Linked DNA regions of Bos taurus: region 1 is linked to region 2. Evidence: chromatin contacts called from public Hi-C data. All regions are on one chromosome and are shown on one strand. Each heading gives the region's core, a stretch centred on a gene start, on an enhancer-like site or on the middle of the called end of the contact. The rest is flanking DNA. Distances are from core to core; before and after follow the strand shown.

The links. Hi-C and Micro-C count contacts between places; a contact is called where the count stands out from the background.
Region 1: a Hi-C map of liver shows a contact between it and region 2, with 1.6 times the contacts expected there. The contact joins two enhancer-like sites. A contact is called at or near these places in 2 of 11 Hi-C or Micro-C datasets (liver and skeletal muscle).

Annotation. Positions count from the first base shown.
Region 1 is chr14:76,513,244-76,518,797 of ARS-UCD2.0, forward strand. No RefSeq gene overlaps it. Among named protein-coding and RNA genes, the nearest start is that of ATP6V0D2, 70 kb to the right of the region's middle. Within about 2 kb of position 2,573, at least 1 of the 102 cell types and tissues checked has an H3K27ac peak or open chromatin away from gene starts, as enhancers often do. A contact at or near this core is called in liver, where this site is marked.
Region 2 is chr14:76,454,593-76,459,843 of ARS-UCD2.0, forward strand. The region is part of intron 2 of LOC112449549 (a long non-coding RNA gene); the gene reads left to right. Among named protein-coding and RNA genes, the nearest start is that of WWP1, 120 kb to the left of the region's middle. Within about 2 kb of position 2,854, at least 10 of the 102 cell types and tissues checked have an H3K27ac peak or open chromatin away from gene starts, as enhancers often do. A contact at or near this core is called in liver, where this site is marked.

The DNA.
Region 1 (5,554 bases), core at 1,323-3,822, 58 kb after region 2:
CCCAGGTCTCCTGCATTGCCCAGGCTGCTTCTTTACCAGCTGAGCCACAAGGGAAGCCCAAGAATACCAGAGTGGGTAGCCTATCCCTTCTCCAGAGGATCTTCCCAACCCAGGTATCAAACCTAGGTCTCCCGCACTGCAGGCAAATTCTTTACCAACTGAGCTATCAGGGAAGTCCTAAAAAGGGATTAGTCTCCAAAAGAGACAAACAGCTCTTGAGGCTTAACATCAGCAAAGCAAACAAAACAATCAAAAAATGGGCAGAAGACCTAAATAGCCATTTCTCCAAAGAAGACATACAGATGCCTAAGAGGCACGTGAAACTACATTCAACATCAGTAATTATTAGAGAAATGCAAATCAAAACGACAATGAAATATCACCTCACATCAGTCAGAATGGCTATCATCAGAAACTCCACCAACAATAAGTGCTGGAGAAAATGTGGAGAGAAGGGAACTGTCCTACACTGTGGGAATGTCAATCGGTACAGTCACTATGGAGAACAATATGCAGGTTCCTTAGAAAACTAACAGTAGAGCTACTATGTGACCCTGCAATCTCACTCTGGACATATCTAGAGAAAAACATGATCCAAAAGGATATCGGCACCATAATGTTCTTACCATTTATAATAGCCAAGACATGGAAGCAACCTAATTATCCATTGACAGATGAATGGATAAAGAAGATGTGGTACATAAATACAATGGGATATTATTCATCCATTAAAAAGAATGGAAAATGCCATTTGCACCAACACAGATGGACCTAGAGATGGTCATACTGAGTGAAATAAGTCAGACAGAGAAGGAGCAATATTGTATAACATCCATTATATGCAGAATCTAAAAGGAAATGATAAAAATGAACTTATTTACAGAACAGAAAGAGACTCACAGACTTAGAAAATGAATTTATGGTTTCTGAGAGAGAGGAATGGAGGGAAATGATGTCAGAGAGTTTAGGATGGACATGAACACACTGCTAAATTTCAAATGGACATTTCAAATTGACCAGGACTTGCTGTATAGCACAGGGAACTCTGCTCAATGTTATGTGGCAGCCTGGTGGGAGGAGAGTTTGGAGAAGAATGGATACATGCATACATGTGGCTGAGTTCCTTTGCTCTCCACCTGAAACAATCATAACATTGTCAATGGGCTATACTCCAATGAAAAATAAAAAGTTTAAAAAAAGAACACAGAAGGAGAGGATAAAAAGTAAGTAGACTGGACTATCATAAAACTTCACCAAAAAAGTAAAAGAATGGTTTCTCAAAGGAGGTGATAATTGAGATAGACCTGGATGGATGGCTAAGACATTTAAAGGTTAAAAAAAAAAAGAACCTTCACAGTGTTCAAGTCAAGGAAATAGTATAAAAGAACACACAAAGAACAGAGGTGGCTGGTCTGGTTTGCAGACCAGCTCAGAGGAGGATGGGAAAGACACAATAGTGTAGATGTATCTGACTGTTGGGTTCAGGTCTTAGAGATGGAAGAGTTTGGATTCTGACATAGACCCTGGGGTGCTAATGAAGGTTTCAGTGTGGAGATGACCTCAATGTGAATTCCAGGAAGGGGAAAAGGAAGGTAGAATGGCATTCAGGAGCATTCACGACTCTGTGCCTGTCAGACTAGCAGTTCATAGTGCCTCTAAGAACCAGGGGGTGCCAGTGAGACCCTGGGGCAGGAAGCAAAGGGGAAAAGAATTTGTAGGACAAATGAATGAAAGGTGAGGCAAGAGAAGGCGGATTTGGACATGGTAGGTGATATGGACTTTAGGCCACTCTTTCTGGACATAAATTATTGTTTACACTTGTAAAGTAATACCCTGAACTGAAGGTTGTATTAGCTTTCATACAACTTTCCCTTCCTGAGAAGGGAAGTCAGCGGAGCTGAGGTGGGTGCTAGGTAATCTGAAAGGCAGTTCCTGAACTAACAGAGTTGGAAAAAGCCACAAAACCTCAAAAGTGAGGTGGTCCAAAAAGCCTGGGAAAAGAACCCTTTTTCAGGATGGGTATGAGCAGGAGGCAGCGGCCCTGGTCGAAGGTCCAGGTATTAAGATCCAGTGGATCTTAATCCAAGGGGCTCTAGAACAAGTTTTGCCTTGGAACAGGTGAATGGATTCCAGGACCATGGGGAACAGAAGAGATGAGCCGTCCGCTGGTTCCTTGCTCCTCATTGTCCTGTGGGTCTCTCAGCCTTAATGTACCTCCTGCTGACATCACTCCCTCTTGCCCCTTCTGAAATCTGTGAGCAGAACAGCAGTGTTTCCTTCCATTCAGCTTTCCCAAGCTAAGCATCCCTGTGGTCCCTGACTGCCTTCACACTCCCCATAATCAGTGGCTGTGAGACCCTGCAGATTCTGCCTCCTAAAGATCTCGGGCCTCTGTGCCCACTTCTCCAAGCCAACTGCCACTTCTCCAATCACTGACGCGCTCCCATCTCCTTCCCAACTCACTGCAACTGGCTCACGGCCAGCATCTTTGCACTGGTCTCTCCTGCACTGTGTACTGTGCCAGTCCTATGAACAGATCTGAGCATGTGTCCACTGATGTAAAAACACTAGCTGGCCTTTCAGTGGCCACAGGGTGAAGGCCACACTGCTTGGCAGAGTCTGTAACAGCCCTTGTCACCTGGTGTCAACCATTCCCTCCAGCTTCCCACAAACCATCCGTGCCATCCCACGCACATACACATGTTCTGCTCTGCATCTCCACGCAGGGCCTTCTCTGCCTGGATTCTCTCTCCAATGCTGATCTGTTGTGTAAGACTCAGCCTGAACGTGGCCTCCTCCAGAAAACTTTGCCAATGCTCCAAAAATCATAGCACTACATTTTGGTGGGTTCCTTTGTCAATTTACAGATTTCTTTAAAAAAAAAAAGGATTGTTCTTAAAAAAATGCCAATGACACTTTTCACAGAACTAGAACAAATGATTTTAAAGCTTGTTATGGAATGCAAAAGACCATGAATAGCCAAAACAATCTTGAGAGAAAAAGAATGGAGCTGGAGAAATCATGCTCCCTGACTTCAGACTATAGTACAAGGATACAGTAATCAAAATGGTATGGTAATGATACAAAAACAGATACCTGGATCAAAGGAAAAGAGTAGAGTGCCCAGAAATACACCCATACACTTCCAGTTAACTAATCTATGACAAAGGAGGCAAGAATATATGGTGGAGAAAAGACAATTCCTTTAGTAAGTGGTACTGGGTAGGACAGCTACATATAAAAGAATTAAATTAAAATATTGTCTAACACCAAGTACAAAAATAAAGTAAAAATGGATTAAAGACTTACTTGTAAGACAGAATACTACAAAACTCCTGGAGAAAAAAATAGAATACTTTCTGACATAAATCATGACAATATTTTCTTGGATCCATGTCCTACAGTAATGGAAATAAAAGCAAAAATAAACAATTGACCTAATTAAACTTAAAGCTTTTGCACAACAAAGGAAACCATCAACAAATCAAAAAGAAAACCTAAGGGCTGGGAGAAAATATTTTCAAATGATGCTACTGACATGAGATTAGTCTCCAAAATATACAAATAGCTCATACTGCTTAATATAAAAAAACAATACAATCAAAAAATGGGCAGAAGATTCAAATAGATATTTCTTCAAAGAAGACATACAAATGGCCAAAAAGCACACGAAAAGGTGCTCAATGTTGCTAATTATCAGAGAAATGCAAATCAAAATTACATGGAAGTATCACCTCACTCCGATCAGAATGGCCTTCATTAAAAAGTCTACAGATAACAAATTCTGGAGAGGGTGTGGAGAAAAAGGAACTCTCCTGCATTGTTGGTAGGAATGTAAACTGATACAGCTGCTATGAAGAATGGTATGAAGGTTCCTTAAAAAATGAAAAATAGAACCACCATATGATCCCCAAATCATACGTCTTGGCATATATCAGAGAAAACTATAATTCAAAAAGATACATGTACCCCAGAGTTCATTACAGTGCTATTGACAACAGCTAAGGCATGGGAGCAACTTAAATGTCCATCAACGCAGGAATAGATAAAGACGATATGGTCTATGTATATACAATGGAATATTACTCGGTCATGGACATGAAATAATGCCATTTGCAGCAACCCTGTTGGATCTAAAGATTATTGTACTAAGTGAAGTAAGTCAGACAGAGAAAGGCAAATACCATATGATATCGCTTATCATATGAAACATGTTGCATATCAACTTATTACTATTTACAGAACAGAAACAGAGTCTTAGTCACAGAAAACTAACATGGTTATCAAAGGGGAAGCTGTGGGGAGGGAAAAGTTAAGCATTTGGGATTAACACATCACTCTACTATATATAAAATAGACAGCCAACAAGAACCTCCCGTATAGTAGAGAACTATACTTAATGTTTTGTACTAACCTATAAGGGAAAAGAACCTGAAAAAAAAAAGATATATATGTACTTACAATGGAATCACTTTGCCGTACACCTAAAACTAACACAACATTGTAAGTCAACTATAAAATCAACTGTAAATCAACTATAAAATCAACTACATAAATCAATAAAAAGCTGTTTGTTTTGACAAAAGAAACCCACTCCCACATAGTATCAAAGCAAATAATAGTCTTTGAGGTATCTCTGCCTTAAAATAGTTCTCCATAACTGTGAAGTAAGTTCTGGAGAAAGAACTTAAGACAGATGGTCAGAAAAGCAACACAAATAATGACCAGAATGACCAAAATACCTTCATCATGCTTACTTTCCTTTACCTAGGGTTGTATTTCATGTCTTGCTAAGTTTCACTAAGTTCAAGTACTAGGACTATGGCACTGGTTTACTTGGGGAGTGTCTCCTTTGGAGTGACTCACTGGAGACCCATTTGGCAGATCAGATTAATTGCTTAAGTTGCTAGGAGGAGCAGATGTCAAGGGTCAAGGAGGAAGCACAGGGCTGGTCCTCAGTGAGGGCCTTTTCAGCTCTCTCCTCACCTCGAAAAAGAAGTTCAAGAAGACAGAGGTCTCATGTCTTCATGCAGCTTTTAGTCTGTCTCTGGGTGTGATTTACTTGTCTTACCTACACCTGGAGAAGACCACTGTGGAAACGGCCAGCCTCTCTCCCCAGGGCTTACACATTTAAGTAGAGGAGACTGAAACAGGTGCTTAAATGCCATCTTACCAGGAGACCATACTAACAGCATGTAATAGATGTGAACCCCCCAAAACAGTTATTTCCCCAAATCTCAGCCGCTCCTTCAGTTGGAAGTAGCCTTCTCTGAGTGCCTTTCCGTTCCCGATGGAATGAATGGGGTGTGGGTTGGTGCCTGGTGAACAGAGAGACACGAGTATCAGCAGCATCTGGACCTTGCAATTAACCTTCCATTCCACCTGCGGTTATTTAAAATAATTTCCATTCCTTCCCTTTTCCTAAATATCATTCATCTTTTCCCCTCTTTATATTCCCATTGATTTTCATCACTGAAGTGGAATGTTCTGCACTTTCGCTTTTATCTCCATGCCTAGAACTCTTTGAAAAAGAGAGAGAACATAATTAGTTGAA
Region 2 (5,251 bases), core at 1,604-4,103:
TATTTTGGCATTTCTCCTTTACATTTATCATTTTCTCTTCATAAGTCTAATTGTGAGTACCACCTCACATGAACTGAGCAAATTATATTGTCTTGTAAACAGTGGTTTTTATATATTGGCCATTCCTCTCAAAGCATTATCATAAATCAATATAAGCACTTTTACTTTGGAAGAACTCCTGAGATTTGAATATACAATGTAATTAATAGCAGAGAATAAATTAGATCTCTCTTCTTTCTCTTTTCTTTCCTTCTTTCTCTCTTTGTTTCCAATTATTTCCTTCCTCTCACAATGTTTTTTTTCTCTATTTAATCTTCTTTCTTTCCTTAAAAAAAAAATCTTTCCTACGTTTCTCATAAAGAATACAAACATTTTTCGGGAATTTCCTGGTAGTCTTTGTTGTTGTTGATGTTGTTCTGTCAATTGTGTCTGACTTTTTGTGACCCCATGGACTGCACCATGCTAGGCTTCCCTGTCCTTCACTGTCTCCTGGAGTTTGCTCAAACTCATGTCCATTGAATCAGTGATGCAGTCCAACCATCTCACCCTCTGTCACCCCCTTCTCCTCCTGCTCTCTATCTTTCCCAACATCAGGATCTTTTCCAATGAGTTGGCTCTTCACATCAGGTGGCCAGAGTATTGGAGTTTCAGGATTGATTTCCTTTTGGATTGAATGGTTTGATCTCCTTGCAGTCCAAGAGACTAAGAGTCCTCTCCAGCACCACAGTTTGAATGCATCAGTTCTTTGGCACTCAGTCTTCTTTATGGTCCAGCACTCACATCGTAGATGACTACTGGAAAAACCATAGCTTTGACTATACAGACCTTTGTCAGCAAAGCAAAGTCTTTGCTTTTTAATATGCTGTCTAGGTTTGTCATAGCTTTTCTTCCAAGGAGTAAGCGTCTTTTAATTGCATGGCTACAGTCACCATCTGCAGTGATTTTGGAGCCCAAGAAAAGAAAGTCTGTCACTGTTTCCATTGTCTCCCCATCTATTTGCCATAAAGTGATGGGCCCGGATGTCATGATCTTTGTTTTTTGAATGTTGAGTTTTAAGACAGCCTTTCACTCTCCTCTTTCACCTTCACTGAGAATCTGCCTGCCAAAGCAGGGGACACAGTTTCCATCCCTGGTCCAAGAAAATCCCACATGCCACAGAGCAGCTAAGTTCCATGCTACAACTGCTGAGCCTGCGCTCTAGAGCTGGAGAGTTGCAATTACTGAGCCCATGTGCTGCAAATACTGAAGCCCGGGCACCTAGAGCCCGTGCTCCATAAGAAAAGCGCCTACAATGAGAAGACTGTCCTGGGCAATGAAGAGTTGCCCCTGTTCACCACAACTAGAGAATGCCCACGTGTGGCAACGAAGACCCAGCACAGCTAAAAACAAGTAAAAATAAATCTAAAAAAAAAAAAAAGAATATAGACATTTTTCTAAGTATTTATGTACCTTTGTGGTAGACATTTTGTCCTTATGCATTTTGTGGGGAATTTGCCAGCATGTTAACATGTTATACAACATAATCAGCAATGGAAAAGTTTTTGAGATTTTCAGTTTCAAATAATTTCCCTCCATTTTTTTTTCTATAAAAATACAATCCTTGTTTGAAGTACATGCCATTTTGTCACAGTTGGAGACTTATGATCCAAGCCAAAATGATCAAATGATTTTTGATCATTTTGAAATATGAGATCACAAATCCATAATCATATTTGATTATTTACCAATATTTTTCTACTCACATGTATAAAAACACTGTGTGTTTTAATATTATACTAACTTGCAAAATATAGCTCAGTCAGTGTCTAAGATAGGATTAAATAATATAATTTGGTATGTTGTTAGTCAAATCCCTTATGATTATACAGTGGAAGTGAGAAATAGATTTAAGGGCCTAGATCTGATAGACAGAGTGCCTGATGGAGGTTCGTGACATTGTACGGGAGACAGGAATCAAGACCATCCCTATGGAAAAGAAATGCAAAAAAGTAAAATGGCTGTCTGGGGAGGACTTACAAATAGCTGTGAAAAGAAGAGAAGCAAAAAGCAAAGGAGAAAAGGAAAGATATAAACATATGAATGCAGAGTTCCAAAGAATAGCAAGGAGAGATAAGAAAGCCTTCCTCAGCGATCAATGCAAAGAAATAGAGGAAAACGACAGAATGGGAAAGACTAGGGATCTCTTCAAGAAAATTAGAGATACCAAGGGAACATTTCATGCAAAGATGGTCTTGATAAAGGACAGAAATGGTATGGACCTAACAGAAGCAGAAGATATTAAGAAGAGGTGGCAAGAATACACAGAAGAACTGTACAAAAAAGATCTTCATCGGGAGTTGGTGATGGACTGGGAGGCCTGGTGTGCTGCGATTCATGGGGTCGCAAAGAGTCGGAAAAGACTGAGCAACTGAACCGAACTGAAGTGTTTTAAACTGAACAGGATAAAAATTAAAAACAGCCTAATGTTGAGTAAGACATACGGAAAGTAAGCTTAAGCCATCTCCTTAGACAAGAAGGGCCACTTAGCTTACAAACGAGAGAAACAAAACAGAACATCTTTTCCAGTTTTTACCAAATTCAAGAAAGGTAAAATAATGTATTGAAACACGATTTCTCTGTCCATATGAGTCTGAAAAAAATCTGAACAGACAGTAATTTAACCAGAATCCAAAGTTCAGGGGCAAGACTGCTGAAAGCTCTCTCAGTTGAAAAATCACTGTTTGTAGAAGTAAACCTTTGTTCCTGGTCTGTAAATTATTAAAACAAGTAAATAATGAGTTCCCAGGCCTCCTCGTTAGGCCTCCTTGCAAGCACTGACGCGCTCCCATGGCAGCTCACCCTTGCCACGGCTGCAGCCCTTGGCGTGTGCGGAGGCCGTGCCGGTCCCAGGGCTGCGCGCGCATCCTCGCGCCAACTGCGGGTCAGCCTTTCCTGCCGCCTCCTCTAGAAGTTCAAATCTGGGGAGCTCAGTGGAGGGTAGGTTCTTGCTCTAGAAGCTTTTCTAATGCCGTTTCCTTTCTCTTCTGTATAATTCACTTTGATTTTTGCCTCAAAGTTCTTATTTTGCCCAAGGCAGAAAACTTAGTCATGTCTAAGTTAAGAATAAATTCTGTTGTTTTCAGTCCTTAAGTTTTGAAGCTTGATTACATTCACCGTGTTGCCCCCTGTTCCATCTTTTCCTTTCTCCTGGGTTGAAATTTTAAATTTTAAGCCCCTTTTAAACTTTTAGGGGCTTATGCAACTGCCACCGTGGGTTATGCAGGAGGGGCCTGACCTCATGCGGGTCTTGATTTATTAAGTCCTGCACTGGGTCCTTGCCTTCCATGTAATTTATACTATTAGACTCTCGGCAACAGGGAAGTATGATGCTTTCTCAAATGGCAACCTGGACAGAATGTGGCCGTATCTTGGCATCTACTCTGCTTCATCACACTGGTGGTCCCTGACCCCACTCTAGCCCTTCTGTTTGGAGGATGGCCCACAAAGGACCTGGTGGTTGTGTCTCTGTTTGTCCCAGTTGTAGGACCATCCGCAAAGGGGAAACACGCTTTCCCCCAGTTACTGTTCATGCCACAAATGGGGCCCAAAGGACCCCGCAGACCCCTTCTGCACTCCACAGGCGTCTTTGGTGGATGTGTGTGTCTCTTGCTCCCCTAGTACGTCACACTAACATCCCCACTTTCCCTCAGAGTCGGTGTTGAGACACTCAGTTTTCAATCAGGGGAGGAACCATACTTGGCACATGCAGTTCTGGTGTCTGTAAATGCAGTTCAATTAGGACACTACATACCTGGAGATAGAATCAAAGTTCAAGGTAAAGATTCAGTCCCAGGAGACTGCTCTCCATTTCAGATGCCAGTTGCTAACCCAGGTTTTACCTGTATTTGTGACTAACTGGCTGCAAACAAGAGGTTTATACAACCCTGTCCTTTCTTGTTGTTCGGTTGCTCAGCTGTGTCCAACTTTTTGCGACCCCATGAATAGCAGCATGCCAGGCTTCCCTGTCCTTCAGTGTCTCCTGCAGTTTGCTCCAATTCATGTCCACAGCCTTCTCTTTGGGTTCGGTTAATTTGCTAGACAGCTCACAGAACTCAGGAAAATTCATTTACTCACGAGGTGACCAGTTTATTACATATGAGTCAGCAACCTGGTGAAGAGACACATAGGTGGGGTACCAAACAAAGAAACTTCTGTCCTTTTGGAGCTTGAGACACAGACGTATGTGGAAGCATTCTGGCTTCTTCACGTGGAAGCTCTCTTTTTCAACATGCCTGAACTACCTTACCCTGTAACTGATAACATCAGAGGGTTCTTATTTGTCCACATCTTGCTACCACTTGCTAATGTCGGTCTGATTTATTAGAGCCATTCTCGTGGGTGTGAAATGACATTTCATTGTGATTTAAATTTGCATTTCCTTAATGGACAATGTTGAACTGTGATGTTGGAGAAGACTGTTGAGAGTCCCTTGGACTGCAAGGAGATCCAACCAGTCCATCCTAAAGGAATATTCATTGGAAGGACTGAATATTCATTGGAAGAACTGATGCTGAAGCTGAAGCTCCAATAATTTGGCCACCTGATGCAAGGAGCTGACTCATTGGAAAAGACCCTGATGCTGGGAAAGATTGAAGGCAGGTGGAGAAGGGGATGACAGAGAATGAGACGGTTGGGTCGAATCACTGACTCAATGGATATAAGTTTGAATAAATTCCAGGGGATGGTGAAGGACAGGGAAGCCTCAAGTGCTGCAGTCCATGGAGTCGCAAAGACTGAGTGACTGAACACAGCAACAATGGATGATATTTTTGAGCATCTTTCCGTGTAACATTTTACATCAGCCATTCATGCATCTTCTTTCATAAATGTATGTTAACATGTTTAAACATTTTTGATGGCTCATCTTATTGAGTTGTCAGCATTCTTCACAGGTTCTGGGTATAAGTCCTTTATTGGGCATGTGTTTTGAAAATGTTTGCTTCTCGTCTTTTGCTTACCTTCTCATTTTCTTAATTGTGACTTTTGAAGTCCAAAAGTTTTAAATTTTGATGAGGTTCAATTTAACAATTTTTTTAATTTTATGGATTATGCTTTTGGTCTTTCCCTAATACAAGGTCTTGAGCTTTTCTTTTACATATTCTTCTAAAAGTTTTATTGTTTTAACTCCTACATTCAAGTATATAATCCCTTTTGAGTTAATTTTGTGTATGTTCTAAGACGAAGTCCAAAATTGATCTTTTTTGTATATGCA